2 separate regions of the Mus musculus genome follow, and region 1 is linked to region 2. A link is a contact called in public HiChIP or PLAC-seq data. All regions are on one chromosome and are shown on one strand. Each heading gives the region's core, a stretch centred on a gene start, on an enhancer-like site or on the middle of the called end of the contact. The rest is flanking DNA. Distances are from core to core; before and after follow the strand shown.

Region 1 (5,021 bases), core at 674-3,173, 820 kb after region 2:
GTGTTCCTACAGGGAGATGGGTGTTAGAGACATGTAAATAGCTGTAAATTCAGAAGTCTGCATGCTATCCTGGTGTGTGTAGCTAGGGACAATAAGGGCACCCTGTTCAAACAAGGTGAAAGGTAAGGACTGGAGGCCATCCTCTGACCTCCACAAGGGTACCATGTGCTTGTGACAGAATGAACAAACTGAACAAGGAGATAAACAGTAAGGGGACAAAGAAGAACTTTGCAGAACTTTCTCACTGACTCTTGTAAGCAAAGGCTGTGCTTTGTAGAGCACAAGTTTCCTGTGTGTTCTTTAATGCTGACAAGCCTTCCCCACAACTGACCTGGTCCCAAGAGGTAGGTGTTGGTATTCTGTCTGGACTCCACCCCCACAGTTACCTGGCATTAGCCAGGTAGGCCTGACCCACTATAAAAGGGGCTGATTGTCTCCTCCTCCCTCTCTTGTGCTCTTGCCTCTCTTGCTCATTGCTCCCTTGCTCCCCCACCCCCATTCCTTTCCCCTCTCTCTCCATGTGGTCTCTACTTCTCTACTCTCTCCTTCTCTCTGCCTTTCTCTGCCTCTACTATTCTCTTAACTCCCCTCCCCCTGCCCTGAATAAACTCTATTCTATACTATACAGTCCTGTGACTGGTCCCTCAGGAAGAAGGGATGGCTTGACATGGGCCCCACCAAGACACCCCCTTCCCCACACCCCACCAGCTAGAACATATCTTTATAGCTCTTTCTCTTTTTATGATCACAACAGTAGGTTCTATGTAGTCCAGACTCTTGACACGTTCTTAAGAGACTTAAGGCACTTTTTACAATGTCATCTATGAATCTACAAATTTTATTTAAAAACGGGGCCATATCTATTAGCTATAGGTCACCGAGAAAAATGCCATTTTCTATGGAATCCAAATACCTGCCTTCAGAACCTTTGAAGATTGATTTCTCGGAGTAGTTGAAATCAAGTTCTTGTTTCTTTAGAGGTAAGAAATAGACCTTTTCCGTCAGTTGAAAAGAACTTGAATGGTCACTTTTTGAAGATAAACATTCCTGATGTATTATTAGTAATGATGGGGGTGAGTGAGAAGGAGAAACCATTAAGTTTCTTCAGTTTTGATATGCACCTCCACTGAACTCTGCATTTCACTCAAACAAAGAACAAAAATTAACCAGATGTATAAAAGTTCTTAACAGCCCGTTACACTTGCTCTTGGCCCTTTAGAGTCTGCCACAGTCAGAACATTTCATTTAAAAAGCCACCGACAATGAACCTTTTACGTCTGAGCACAGTTTAGCTTCCCGCAGACGTCACACGGTCAGAGAGGCACTCAGCCTGGGGTAGGACAGATGTGCTCAAGAATGTTCACCTTGCACTCCTGGGTGGCTCTGTGCAACTGGTTTAACCAGATCAGGAATCCTGTCTGACAGAAGTAAAGTAATAAAAAAGAAAAAGATGAAGAGATTAGACAAGTACTTGGGACCTGTGAACAAGGTTTTAAATACACATTTATGTCTTCATAGTACCAGGAAAGTCAGTGTGTGTGTTTGAACACACATGTACATTCATCACACACACACACACACACACACACACACACACACACACACACACACACCCTTCCCTGTTTTCAAAGGTCGCTTCCCTGGGGCATTCCTCAAGATTATTTAATAGTCTATCGAAGGGCAGGATTGAAAGTGGTTTGAGGGGGACTTTCCCAGAAAGGTTGAAGATGTTTGAGCTGCCAAGGTTAGCTCCCTCCCTGTTTTCCCTAACCTTGGTGGGCCTGGGCTAGGGAGCCTGCATCTGGCCTGTCCAGCTCTGGCCTCCTGACCCAGACAGCTCCCTCGCAAGGGAGCTCAGGGCCAAACCTAGGTCGCGCCGCCCCCAACCTCGGGGCTGTCTGCCAAGAGTTCGAGGCCACCCCAATCCGGATATGATGAAAGGGAGCCACAGAGAGAGAAGTGTTTGAAGAGTGTAGGAGTGGCAGCGCGAGGGTGAAAGAGACGCACAAGTGGATCCTAAAGTCCTTCCCGGAGGAGAGGGGCTGCCCGGAGGGAAGGGACGGAGTGCGCGGAGTCAGCGCGGGCGGCTGCCACTGTCGCTGCCACTCCCGGGGCCGGAGGGACGTGGTCAGGCTGCCAGGGCGTGATGGGGCCGCGGCCAGAGCCTCGCTGACTACCGGTGGCGGGAGGAAGGGACCCGGAACAGCCCACGGGGGGGATGCCAAGGTAGGTGGAGGTCCCTTAGGTCGCTCTGCCGCCGAGTCCCCGCGCGTCCCCTCCCAGCGCGCGCGTCCCGTTCGCAGCGTCCCCCCAGGCTGCTTTCAAATCCTAACTTCCCTGGGGTGGAGTTGGAGGAGGGACGCGGAGGGGGAGGGAATGGCCCAGGCATTGCGGCGTGCTGTGCTCTAAAAACAGTTGATCCTGCTGTCCCTTTTGCTTTTCCCGCCAGAGGCAGGCCGTTTCCTGCACCCAGCACCTAAGCAGCTGGGGTCCGTGCACCCCGCGGGGACGGCTCTGGCTCGGAGCGTGGCCCATGTCCTGCGCGGGTGAAGCCCTCGCTCCCGGGCCCGCGGAGCAGCAGTGCCCGGTCGAGGCGGGCGGCGGCCGGCTGGGCTCCCCGGCCCACGGTGAGTAACAAGTACTTGCGAGTTGCGAGTTTCTGGGACGTGCTTGCACACTTAGGGATGGGTGGTGGTGGTGGTGGGAGTGGGGAACTGCGAGGATGGGCTTCAACTTCGGAATTGTGAACTTTTGCACACTTATGTTACTTAAACAAGTCTGCCAGAGGATCACTGCCCCAGATCAACAACCGGATAGGAGGGCGGGATCCCTGGCCCCTCTATTCCCTTTTCTTGCTAGAAACTGGTTGACTAGATGGCTTCTACCTTCTGCCTAAGCACTTCTTGGCCTGGGACTCAGGAGGGGTGTGAAGTCTCCAACCCTTGTCTAGTACTCTTAAGTTCTTATGTTCTTTTCTCATGCAGGGCAGTCTCTGCTCTCTGAGCTAGCGTGGGCTCTCCTCATCTTTCTGGTTCTTGTGGGGTACTCTGACCCCCAGGTTAAGCATCCAGGTTTCTGAGACCAGTTTCTTTTGGAATGGCTCGTGCATATGTTTTCAATAACGTTTGTTTTGGAATAAACACGTTCCAAGAATGAATTAACTCTTTTGAGTTCTTCCAAAGGGAAAACAAAATCGTTTGCTTCTGGGAAGCTTCCATAACCACATTTTAAAATTCTTTGAAGGTAATAGACTTCAGGTGCTCTTTGGTGGCAGAACCAGACTCTCACCATTTCTCTTCCCTTTTCCAGTAAGGACAATTCCAATGAGGACAGTTCTGACTGGCAGACACCAGATAACTTTCCAGCTCTCCAAAACTCTTGATTTTAAGCATGTCTAAAATCTTGTCTCCCAGTACCCAAATATATACTGCCTTAAGTTTCTTTCTTCTCTTTTTAATTCGGGGGGTGGGGGGTGGGGAGGGGGGGGAGGAAAGGAGTTGCTGTTCTAACCAGAGTAGATAGTAGCAGAAAACATCCAAGCGTAAATTGAAATGTTATGTTTATCATTTCGATTTAGAAGAGTGACTCATTTCTTTTCCTAAACAGAGAGAATCCAAGTGATTAGCTGTAGAGAAGAACCAGATTGATAAACACGTTTTCTCAGAAGCAGCCCGTCTTACACACACTGCATTGTCAACATTGTCATCTCCCTGCCATTAGCCATGCCCGCCCACCCTCCACAGTCATAGCCACTCGTCGATAGGCTCTTTATACTCCCACTTCAGTCATTAATCACTCCTGGTAAACAATGCTTACGCCAAAAATCAACTGCAAACACTCCAGGTAAAACTATTGGGCCGGGTGTGGTTGTGCACGCCTTTAATCCCAGCACTTGGGAGGCAGAGGCAGGCGGATTTCTGAGTTCGAGGCCAGCCTGGTCTACAAAGTGAGTTCCAGGACAGCCAGGGCTATACAGAGAAACCCTGTCTCGAAAAACCAAAAAAAAAAAAAAAAAAAAAAAAAAAAAAAACCAAAAAAAAAAAAATTGGATTTGGAAATAGCCAATACGCACAAAATCTAGTGTTAACGCTAGGGATGGTTAAAATCTCCTGGAAGAACTTGTCATGGTACCTCCTGTGTACAAAGCTGCTTGGTGTCAGGTGATCTGCGCACAAGGAGGAAGACATCTCAAAGGGCCTGAGGTTAACGCTAGCTGCATACAACGTGTATATCTCTCTATGGAAAACCAATGTCCTCTTGCAATTGAACATTGCCTTCCTCCAATAGTCCCACCTGCTCACCCTATCGCTGGGAAACAAAACATAGTGTCTGAGCATAGTAGGACACTAGTGTTCAGTTAATCAAAGTTTAGTTTTAAAATTCTACACACTAAATTAAGTAAGGAAAATATAACATTTAAGGGACATTTACAGAAGATATTTGCAAAAGAAAAAAAAGGAATGTGAGATATGTCTTCTGCCGTGTTAAACACACTTATTATATGTGCACCTAATATATGTAAAAGCACATTTAGTATGTTGTGATGAACTATTCACTATGTTAACCCAAGGTGTAATTCTTAAAAATTGGAAGTAATCTTAGGGATTTTTAAAATCTAGTTTGAACCTCCTAATCAGATTCTGGGCTCCTTTCTAGAACCTGGAATGTGGGGTTGAGAAACGTAACATGATAGCCTGCTGCATTTTCAACACTGAGTTTGCAAGGTTTTCTTTACTGAAAGGACAGTCCTGGACGCGGACCTTTCCGCTGTGCTTCTGTGAACTTTTCTGTTGCTTTGAAAGCATAGATATTATAGTACTAATATCTACAATGCTGTTACAGAGTAAGGTGCTTGCATGCTACATGCAATAAATGGGGACCAGGAAAGTGACAGGCAAGGTATCTGTGGGATTCAGTGTCCAGGAAAGGAAGTGGGCCAGGCGATAACACGACTTAGTTCTAGTTAAGTACTGTCATGTGGGTTCATGTCTTCTGATGTCCTAAGGGATACTAGATGCATA
Region 2 (5,050 bases), core at 254-2,753:
AAAGTTCGCAGCTATTTCTCTCCGGAGAATAGCTAGAAGGCAGCCTAGCCCAACTCCGTGTCCCCCCCAACCCCCATCCCCGGCTTCTTGGCTATAGCTATTTAGTGGAAAGTTTCTGCGCCGGTGGAATCGCTGCGTGACAGATTCAGCAGCTAGGCTGCAAGCTCCCGCGGCGGCGCGTATTGAACGCCGACGGCTAAGGGTTAGGGGGCCAGTGGCCCGGGAGGGGCTGGCGGGAGAACCGCAGGAAGGAACTTCCTTCCCAAGCTAGGGTGGAGAGGGGCATCTTAGAAACACCCTCCCAGATTCAAGTCACAAGACCCTTCAGGGCCCGCCTTGATCTCCTCCGGCCCTTTCTCTGTCATCTCTTTCTTGGTCCTGCTCAGACCAGCCAGCTAGGTCGCACCACGCACAGTGGAGGAGGGACCTGGTGGCAGAAACCGAGCCGGAGCATCCCCCAACACCGGGGACACAGCTTTGAAGTGCACTGCGAGCGGGTTCTGGCAATTTCTACTTTTCTTTCATTCCTGTTATTTTTTTCTCCCTAGTCATTGATCCAGTCAGTCCCCAAAGCCTCATACTTTAAAAACAAAATTACACCTTGGTGGTGCCATCTCTTTTTCCAAGTCCCGCTTCGGTGACCTGGGCTGCGCGACTACATGGAAGCCCTAGCAGTACTGGCCCCAAGTGAGACAGGAGCCACGACAACCAAGAGTGAGAAAGGTTCTGCCTCTCCATCCAGGCCGCAGAGGCGCACACACAGGAGAGAAAGGCCAATCAGCGTGGCTGTGTTGGCGCGGGCTCCCTCTGTGACACTCTGTGCTTTAACTACCTGCCACCAAAGGCTTCGGATCCCTTCTAGGTTTTCTGCACTTCACGTGGAATCCCCTGTTTCATTTGCCAGCAGCTCCGTCTGCTGAGAGGACGTACTTTGGGGACTGCCAAGAAGCAGCAGACACAACTCGGCTGTGCCAATACAGCATACGGTTTTGTTCTCGCCTCCCTCCCCACCCCCATCCCCGACTCGCCGTCTGGGGCGGCAGGAGGAGGCGGAGCTGGAGGTGGGGAGAAGGGTGGGGGTGGGGGAAACGGGGCAGAACAAACAAGTTCTCTAGCAAGTTGTTTACATAGCAGGTGGACCTGACGTCATCCAGGAGGCTCCACCGCAAAGCCCAGCAACATTCTGGCCCGCGATTTCTCCCATCTCTGGAAAAAGTTGGGGGGGGGGCATGAAGAGATTGATGGAGTTCAAACCACTTTAAAAAAATCATCATCATAATCATCATCAACAACAACAACAACCCCAACTTAGCAAAGTAAGACAAAACAAGTGCCCCAACAGTACTTAAGAGTGTTCTAGGAGGTCCCTTCCCCCTGCCCGCCCCTCATAGGAGAAGCTGCTCTGCTCTCAGTGTGTGCATAGTTTGCATCGCCAACAACTCGCGCGCGCGCCCGGGTGCGCGCGCCCGCCGGTGCACGCACACATACACTCACATACGCACACACACACACACACATACAAGCGCGCGCGCACACACATACACACAGACACACACACACACCAACACACACATACATACAGAGATCCGGGTTGTGGGGGGAGCTGCCAGCGCGAGACAGCGCGAGCCTCCGAGAAAGCGCGAGACACGCCGGCGCGTGCAGCTCCCCGGCCGCAGCTTCGTCCCGGCCGGAGCCCGGCGCCACCAGCAGTTCATCCGTCAGTGCCCGCCCAGGGCATTTATGCCGCGGCCGCGACTTCCCGCCGCAGCTTCCTCGGGTCCCCCCTCCCCTGGTGTCCCCGAACTCGCGGCCGCGGCTGCCGGGACTCGAGCGTGGGTGTGTTGTTCCGGGGCTTCTGCCTGGGTGCACAGCGGGTGCCACCTCCTGGGACGCTGCCCTCGGGGTCCCCGATCGCGGTAAGTTTCTTCGCCCTCACTCAGACGCTCTGCACTCCGCACCCCACCCTGTCCCAAGCACAGCCACGCGCGGCCAGACTGCGACTTTGCTCCACGCTGATCCGGTCGCGCAGCAAAGTTTCGCCCCAGAGCCTGCTGCTCCGCGCTGCGGGGCCAGGGTGACATGTGTCAGATTTCCACATAGGGCAGGGGTCGCATTTGCGTCGAGACCCAACATCGCCACTTGTTGTTTCTTTGCATTTTGCTGTGTGATGGGGAAAGGGGTGTGCAGGAAAATGAGATTTCTCTGTGGGCTCCGGGATGAATTATTTATTTATTTATTCATTTATTTATTTATTTTCGTTTTGAATATGCAGATTGTTGTATCGTCCAGAGATGCTGGAGGAAGAAATGTGTCGAAACACCAGATGCGTTTGTTTACTCTTATAAAAAAATGTTTGTTGTCTTTCCCTCTTCCCTCCCACTCCCTCTAGGGAAGAGAGACAGCAGTAGAAACATGTGGTGGTTAGAAGCGCACACTTTATTGATGAGACTGCTGACCTTTATTTACTAAAGCGGGCAAGTGCGCGTTTCTTGGGTCTTCAGCACTTCTGCTTTCATCTCAGAAGTACTTATCCAGGAACCAGAGAGGCATCAAGGGGACACTTCTTTTCTCTCTAGTTAAGAAACTCCTGGCCCCTAGTGACTCCTGAGATAACCATGCATTTCTCGGGCCACTCCTGATCACTCTCTTCCACTTGTCTGCTAGCCAGCAAGGCCTGCGGCTTCCCAATGGATCCGTCCTGGTTTTACTTTCCTTCCACTTTGGGAAGTGCTCCTTGTTCTGTGTGTGGGTGTCACAGCTTGCAGCCCCTGGGAGAGGGCATGTGGGAGGGGCACAGACACCTTGGTGAGAAAGGGTTTCTCCCTAGCCTTTTTTTTTCTTTCTCCTTCCTTCCTTCTCTCCTTCCTTCCTTCCTTCCTTCCTTCCTTCCTTCCTTTTTTCTTCCTTCCTTCTCTCCTTTCTTCCTTCCTTCCTTCCTCTCTTCCTTCCTTTTTTCTTATCTCTCTCTCTCTTTCTTTCTTTCTTTCTTTCTTTCTTTCTTTCTTTCTTTCTTTCTTTCTTTCAAACCCATGAGTCTTAAGTGGCTGGGATCAGTGCTGCGAGTGAGGGAAGATCAACTCCAGCCTCCACTACATGCTCTTGGAGAGGCATTTGTGACTGTAGGTGCTGGCTAGACTCTCCAGGTGATCACAGGCACTGTAGGTGCACCTCTCCCTACCCTCAGGCCAGAAGTGCCCTGAATCTCCATCTTAACGAGGGCCCGCACCCAACTAGTGCTTGGACAGGAAAAAAAGTTGCCTTCCTAACTTTAGTCCCTAAAAACTCATAGGTAAGTGTCCCGGGACCTGGAAAGCAAAGGGCCATGCTTTTATTATTAGAAAAAACATTCAAGACACAGATGTGTGAAGGCTTTCGGTCCTTTGAAAGTGAAATCATTTTGCATTTGCATTTTGCGCAGGGTAGAGTCCAGAGGCCAAACTGTCCAGGACTTGGGGGGGGGGGGCGGTCCTCACAATCGGGATTCCCCCCAAGGGAACTAGACCCATCTGTGTATTTGTTTATTCAGCTCTTTAACCAACAGATTTAAACCACTAAGTGGACAGCTGCTAGCTGCAAGATTTGAATCCCTCCCCCACCTTTCTTCTCACCACATGTTGAAATCCACTCAGCTCCTTGATCTCTGGGCTCATTCCTAGACTGCTCCTTGCTTCCAGGTGGACAGGTCTTGGGATGTGAGGTGCATGAAGTAGCCTGGGTGAGTTCTACTCAGGGGCTTAGGGGAGGAATTAAGTGTGTGAAAGACTCCCGGTACTGTATGAGGTATGCATCTTTGCAGTCACAGATTCAAGAAGCCCTTAAAATACTCCCAACATACCCACGAGGAACATGGAAGTAGACTTACTTAGTTGCAGGTAAGCCCCAAGGGAGGAGGTGATTCCCTGGTGTCAAGTAGCAGAACTGGACATTTTCCAACTGGAAGTATTTGCAGAGATTTACTTTGGAAAACAAGTTTGACTGGAAGGCACATCTTTGCATGGTGTCCTAGCTCCCAAGAGTTTGGCTTAGGCAGCAGTGGAGAGAAGACTGAGAAACCAGTGCCTGCATTTGAGGTAGAAACTGAAGGGGAGATGGGCTTTCAGATAGCTGCATCCCAAAGTCGCAGTGTGACATACCTCGGGCAATGTTTAATGCTGTGAAGAGCCCTGTTTATCTTTTCTGTCACTATGAATTATGACTAAGGATATTCTCAGTGTGCTGGAATTTTTAAATGTAGTGTTTGTTTAATGCTGTTAAACACAATTTACAGTTTTGATTTATTTGTATCTCCATTAATAGAGTGAATATAGTTATAGGCACTGGGATCGTTGGGGCCATAATATTTTATGTCTGCATTAGAGTTTTACTTCTTTTTCCTCCTTCCTTTCTTTCTTGCATCCCTCATTCCATCCCTCTATTCCTTCAGTTAATCAGGTTCAGAAGTTTGTTCAGCTCAACACTTCCTTAAAACAGTCCTGGGCATAATTGTTACCCAAAATTAAGTGAAAGAATTCTTAACTGTAATCAAGTTGCTGGCTTTTAAGGAGAAGAGAAGCCTGAAGGTAGCTCTGTCTGGGTTAGTGGCTGAAGACACACAGTCGAAAAGGATAGATAGACCTGAAGTTCATTTTCAGATATCCAAAAGTAGAATGTATTACAGAATGATTTTTGACATTCAGTTTAAATATGAATACAACAAATTCATTTTATACATAGATGGTTAAAATGTAGCCTTTGTCTATTGCAACAAATCAAGTAATTAAAAGGAAATTGTGCAAGGATATAATAACTATATACAGTTTATCAGTCTTTCAACAAAGCCTTATGTTTTTGGATACTGTTACAGAATTTTTGTGTGAAAGGACTCTTAGCTTATGTGGGAGATGGATGTACTGGAGACTCCAACACTGGAGTTTCCTTTCTTTGTACTTAGGACAGTGCGGTGATTGACTTTGAAAAAACCCTGTAATTTTCTAGGAATCTTAAATACGAAGGAGCTCATCATGTGAGGAAAGTAAAGAGGTGAACAGACAAGCGTTGGGATAGGCACACA

Evidence for each region. HiChIP or PLAC-seq counts read pairs in DNA pulled down with a chosen protein or histone mark.
Region 1: an H3K27ac HiChIP or PLAC-seq map of embryonic stem cells shows a contact between it and region 2, with 5 times the contacts expected there. The contact joins the promoter of Mdfic here to the promoter of Foxp2 in region 2. A contact is called at or near these places in 3 of 39 promoter capture datasets (embryonic stem cells, frontonasal cranial neural crest and liver), 12 of 484 Hi-C or Micro-C datasets (the MNK3 cell line, cardiomyocytes, embryonic fibroblasts and 6 more), 13 of 115 datasets of contacts at active chromatin or transcription factors (astrocytes, cardiomyocytes, craniofacial prominence and 7 more) and 2 of 9 other capture datasets (embryonic stem cells and pancreatic islet).

What each region holds. Positions count from the first base shown.
Region 1 is chr6:15,718,738-15,723,758 of GRCm38.p6, forward strand. Mdfic (MyoD family inhibitor domain containing) reads left to right here and starts at 1,924. Exons shown (of 5, transcript NM_175088.5): 1 at 1,924-2,226; 2 at 2,450-2,627. The coding sequence starts at 2,534.
Region 2 is chr6:14,899,846-14,904,895 of GRCm38.p6, forward strand. It overlaps Foxp2 (forkhead box P2), which reads left to right and starts at 1,504. Exons shown (of 19, transcript NM_053242.4): 1 at 1,504-1,916.